Linked DNA regions of Ovis aries: region 1 is linked to region 2. Evidence: chromatin contacts called from public Hi-C data. All regions are on one chromosome and are shown on one strand. Each heading gives the region's core, a stretch centred on a gene start, on an enhancer-like site or on the middle of the called end of the contact. The rest is flanking DNA. Distances are from core to core; before and after follow the strand shown.

Region 1 (2,700 bases), core at 2-2,501, 520 kb before region 2:
AGATTTTTTTAAATGCTTAAAATTCTTCTGTTAATACTGTACTTAAACTAATGTTCCTCCAATAAAGTACATATTCATTCACTTATAATTTGAAAGAAGAATGTCATAAAGTAATGGCTCTTTGAATCATTTTCTTCTGATTTTTAATTACCTATGCCTAACCTACCAACCTGAAAATCCAAATCAGGCTCTGCAAAGAAATGTTCAATCTGAGGCACAGCGGTGTCTTTGAGTACAGATAACGCGTGACCCAGAAACCCTGATCAGCAATCACTGCTATCTCAGAGAGCAAAATAGTAAGTGTGTAATAATGATCTTTACTCTAATTGGACTCCTTTCAAATTTTCCTGTTCAACAAAACTCTAAAATGATTATGCAGTTCAGATCAGAAAAGGAACTACAATGATTAACTGAAAACCTAAATAATTAAATTGCTCCCAAGGCAGTAAAATGGTTTATTGTGTATAGGAACCTGACTTTTCCCATTCAAGGAAAATGAACTGAGGACCAACCAACCCCATCCTAGTTGCTGGGTATGCAACAGTGGGAAAAAAAAAGAGGAAGGAAAGTCAGTGCATGGCAAGTATGAGCGGCATCAAGAGACTGCTGGTGTGTTCTGTAATAAAGCGGGAGGACTTCCCTGCAGCTCAAACAGTAAAGAATCTGCCTGCGATGCAGGAGACCAGGGTTCAATCCCTGGGTTGGGAAGTTCCTCTGGAGAAGGGAATGGCAACCCACTCCACTATTCTTGCTTGGAGAAGTCCATGGACAGAGAAGCCTGGCGGGCTACAGTTCATGGGGTCGCAGAGAGTCAGACACAACTGAGCAACTAATACACACACACACACAGTGACACACACACACACACACAGAGTGATGCAGACCACAGCAGGAGGACTTCCCACAGGCCACAACTGTGCAGTCCAGGAAGTAAGGGAACCACCAGCCCCACGTGCTGAACTTAAAGGCGCAGTACACTTATTTCATCCCAGAGAGTTAACAGTGCCAGTTTAGAACACCAAGAATCTCTGGGGTGGCAGACAACAGATTTCGATCTAAACAATGATCTAATTATCTAGTTACAGAAACTATCTTGCAGCAAAGGGGTGTGTGTTACTGTTTTGAGGAGCTTGTGTAAGAGGCTAGGCTGTGGAATGGCTCCTGAAGTGGCTGCACTGCTTGTGATCAGCATGCTAACCCCTGGCGTGCTAGTTGCTCCAGCTGTGCGGGCCAGTTTGAGACAAAACAAGCTGGGACACGACTGGAGAACGGCAGCAGAGAATAAGCCAGGCCCTGCCCTACAGAGTGCTTCTGGGCACACACTTTCATCCTGTTGGTGGCATGTTGCTTCCACAACCATTAGTTCTCAGAGCGTTTCAAAAATCTTGTGCCTGAAACTCCATGTTAAAGAGGAGAAGACCTAGGTAAAAGGATCCCTTAAGGTCATACAGAGACTAAACAAAAAAGGCAGGAATTCGAGTCCTATGACTCCATGTACTTCTCCAAGTCTAAGGTTCTTTTAAAGTACTTCACTGTCACAGTTTTTCATTCCAATACAGACTTTACACAAACATAATCATAAAGCCTGCTTATAAAATTAAAGTTGATTTCATTAAGATGATTTCTATACAAGGTCACAAAAGTAGCCCACAAACTGGACCTACAGCATAAATTTGTCTTAGCTTTTAGAATGTAACTCTGAATTAACTGTCAACAATTTTTTCTGTGTGTGTGTGGGGGGGGGAGGGGGGGGGAGGGGCGGGGCGCGCTACACGTCTTGCAGGATTTTAGTTCCCTGACCAAGGATTGAACCCAGGCCATTCACAGTGAAAGTGCCAATTCCTAACCACTGGACTGCCAGGGAATTCCCAACTATCAACATTTTAAAAAGGAAATGTACATTAAAATCTCTCACATTCCTGCCTGAACAACTCCCTAAGGTTGAACTGCCAAAAAAAAAAAAGCAAAAAAAAAAAAGTCCCTTTAAAGGGGACAACACACACTCTCGAACAGTTTGCTGTTGGCCCCGCTCTCCCCACACCCCTACAGCGACACTGAGTGTCAATGGCGGCTAGTATTTTGCTCGACCCTGTCCACTCCATTCACATATTGCTTACTTGGTCCTGACATTTGCGTTTGTGGCCTTTTACTTTAAAGCATTTACATTATGTCATTAAGAAATTATCAATCAAAGGGAAAACTAATTCTGCACTGCTGAAGTCAGAATTATTTGGGGACAGTACAAACTACGTACAAGCTATGACAAATACTTCCTTTTCCCTCCTCCATATCACAGCACCGTTCTATTGCTGCTTTCTTGTATGACATGGGGTCAGCAACAGAAATTAGCATATGAATACTTAACCTTAAAGTGCCTTAAGTAAACACATCTGAAATCATCAAAGTACATATAATGAAGTACTTACCACCATCACCCTAAAAATATTACCTACTCCAATCTACTGCTTGGTTCTGTGACAGACACTAATTTGACACTGAATGACCATAAACACCATGGTTCTCCACACAAATAACCTCAATGTTCCCATATATATGAAATTTAGAAAATAATATTTTCAACACAAAAGAATATGCACAAAAACACGAATGGCCGATGAAGTTTCAAATGAAATGCTGTCATCATGTAAAGTAAATACTTAGGTTAAATGATACAAATCCCATTAAATACAGCAGGTGACT
Region 2 (2,700 bases), core at 101-2,600:
TGGCTGCATTTTCTTTAGCCATTCATCAACTGATGGCTTTGGGCTTTAGGCTTGGTTCAATTTCTACCAGGCAGGTAAAAAGAATTTTCTCTCTCTTTTCCAGTGAAATGTTTTCATCCCCATATTGACTAGAACAGCTCTCTCTTTGGGGTCGCACAGAGTCAGACACGACTGAGCAACTTCACTTTCACTTTCACCTCCATAAAACAAAAAACAAAAAAACAAAAAACAGGGTTTCCCTGGTGGCTCAGTGGTAAAGAACCCACCTGCCAATGCAGGAGAGACAGGTTCGATCTCTGGTCCAGGAAGATCTCACATGCCACGGAGCAACTAAGTCCGTGCACCGCAAGTGTCGAGCCTGAGCTCTAGGACCCGTGCTCCGCAACTAGAGGAGCCGCTGCAATGAGAGAAGCCAGCGCAATACCGCAAGGGCAGCCCCCGCTCTCCACAACTAGAGAAGAGTCCACACAGCTGTGAAGACCCAGCACAGCCAAAGATACAAACAAATAAGCATTTAAAAAAAGCAAACACAGAACTACTACTGCATGATCCATCAGTGCCACTGCTGCGTACAACTCCAAAGGAGACGAGACCAGAATCTTGAAGAGATACCTGAACTTCCAGGTCAATGAAGCATTATTCACAATAGCCATGACGTGGAAGCAACCTAAGTGTTCACTGACAGGTGAATGGCTAAAGAAAATGTGGCATATTTACACAAGGGAATATTATTAGGCCATTAAAAAAAAAAAAAAAAAAGGAGATCCTGCCATATGCAACAACGAGAACCTGGAAGACATTAGGCTCAGTGAAATTAGCCAGACCCAGAAACACGATACTGCACGGTATCACTTATGTGTGGAATCTGAAAAAGTTGACCTTGCAGAAGCAGACAGTAGAACAGTGCTTGCCAGGGGCTGGGAGAGTACAGGAGATGGGGAGATGGTGTGGTCAAGGGCACAAAACTTTCACGGTGAAGATGAATAAGTTCTGGGGATCTACTTAACACTGCTGGTTAATAGTACTGAACTCCATTCTTGAAACTTGATAAGAGTGTAGATTTCAAGTGTTCTCCCCCCAACACACACAAAATTGTAAGTATGGAAAATAAAGATAAAAGAATCCACCTCTGTCTCTTTCCTTTTATTCTGCTCTCTTACTTCATGCCTTAAAACAAGTCTGGCAGCAGCAGAACGCAGGGAGCTCATGAAGACAGTCTCTCCTTTAAAAATGACCATGATCTCACTCCTCCTCCCACCCCCGTGGAAACTGGAGCACGGCTCAAGGAGACCTGCTGTCACAGGATCCGGCTTACGGGCACAAAAGCCGGGAAATTTCAGAGCCAATCTGGGCCAGGGGAGGCCAGAGCTCGTGAGCTGGGCTGAAATGATTCTTCCAGACTGCAGAGAAGAGAGTGGCCTGCCCGCCCGCCAGCCTGCCCAGCGGCAAACAGGAAATCCCAGAATTTATAGATGACCCCGTTACAAGGCAAATGTTTTGGAACAAATTGTTCTTCTTTTTAAATCCTTGTTTTCCACTAGTTCTTCTTTCTGGATTCCCCCCTCCTTTCCACCTTCCCGCTGTCCTTGTTAAACCGGGGCCACAGCGCCACCTGCTGCCTATCGCGGGCAGAGGGCCTCCACTCGGACAGGCCCTGGGTCCTGCCCCCAGCCCCCCTGCCCTACCAGGGGTGAGTGAGCGGCTTTCTGGCTCCTGTCCCAAGGGTTTGTGCTTAAGGTCACGTACCAAGCCGCAGGAGAACTGCTCCTGTGGTTCTTACGTGACCTGAAGACTCGTGGTAAGCTGTCTCCCCACCGCCCGTCCTCTGGGAAGGCTGGTGGAAAAAGCAAGTCATGTGGTATGACCGGCCAAGGCCAGGTCTCCACTCCGCGCACACCAGCTGGGCCAGCTTTGGTCAATCATGTCAACCCAAGGAGCCTCGACTTCATCCGGGCCCAAATGCAGCAACTTCGCCCGGTGGTCTGGAAAACGTGAGGTGCACGTGCCACAGAAGATGCTCCACGGACGTTGGTCTCCTTTCTTTCTGTTTGGAGTGCTGCTCATTGGGAGGGAATAGCCAGAGAGTCTTAGGGGCAAAGCCTGCACCTCATGTTTCTCTCCTGACAGGAGAGCTCCGCACGGGCACAGCCCGCCCCGGGCACACGATGAGCCTCAGCACAGCCCCCGCGTGTGAGCTGACGACTCTGGGTGGGCTGCTTCCCCCTCTTCAGGCTTGGGTTCCTCCCCTGTATCTGGGGTGGCATTCATGCCCACAGCACAAAGCTTGCTGAGCACTGAAGTGAAAGCACATCCAGAATTTAGCGGGGAGGACTTGGAGAGTAGTAAAGTCGCCCACGACCCTAGCTGTCGTCATTATCGTGAGACGAACATGGTGCCTCACACGTGGGAAGAAGCATTTGGTAAATGAATGAATGAAAATCATCAGAGGACGTGAGGCAGAAGTTAGTCACAGTTCAGGCACCGATGTGCCATGAGATACTAAATGTCTGCACTTGACCATTCCCATCCAGAAACCTTCCTTTATTGAGTATACGATCCTCCACCCAGGACCTCAATTTTTCCACTTGTTGGATGGGCATGACATCCATCCTCCCTATTTCTGAGAGGGGATCTGTCCAGGGGTATGTGTGAAACAGCTTTGAAAAGTTTTAATAGAGTGTAGGAAGGAAGGAAGGCTTT

What was found. Hi-C and Micro-C count contacts between places; a contact is called where the count stands out from the background.
Region 1: a contact with region 2 is called in a Hi-C map of liver, with 7 times the contacts expected there. The contact joins two enhancer-like sites. A contact is called at or near these places in 7 of 16 Hi-C or Micro-C datasets (blood, liver, mixed tissues and 3 more).

What each region holds. Positions count from the first base shown.
Region 1 is chr17:58,897,177-58,899,876 of ARS-UI_Ramb_v3.0, reverse strand. All of the region lies in intron 16 of MED13L (mediator complex subunit 13L), which reads right to left. LOC121816954 (a long non-coding RNA gene) reads left to right here. Exons shown (of 4, transcript XR_009596875.1): 4 at 1-88. Among named protein-coding and RNA genes, the nearest start is that of TRNAC-ACA, 240 kb to the right of the region's middle. Within about 2 kb of position 1,251, at least 7 of the 54 cell types and tissues checked have an H3K27ac peak or open chromatin away from gene starts, as enhancers often do. A contact at or near this core is called in liver, where this site is marked.
Region 2 is chr17:58,379,186-58,381,885 of ARS-UI_Ramb_v3.0, reverse strand. All of the region lies in intron 2 of LOC121816951 (a long non-coding RNA gene), which reads right to left. Among named protein-coding and RNA genes, the nearest start is that of SPRING1, 99 kb to the right of the region's middle. Within about 2 kb of position 1,350, at least 23 of the 54 cell types and tissues checked have an H3K27ac peak or open chromatin away from gene starts, as enhancers often do. A contact at or near this core is called in liver, where this site is marked.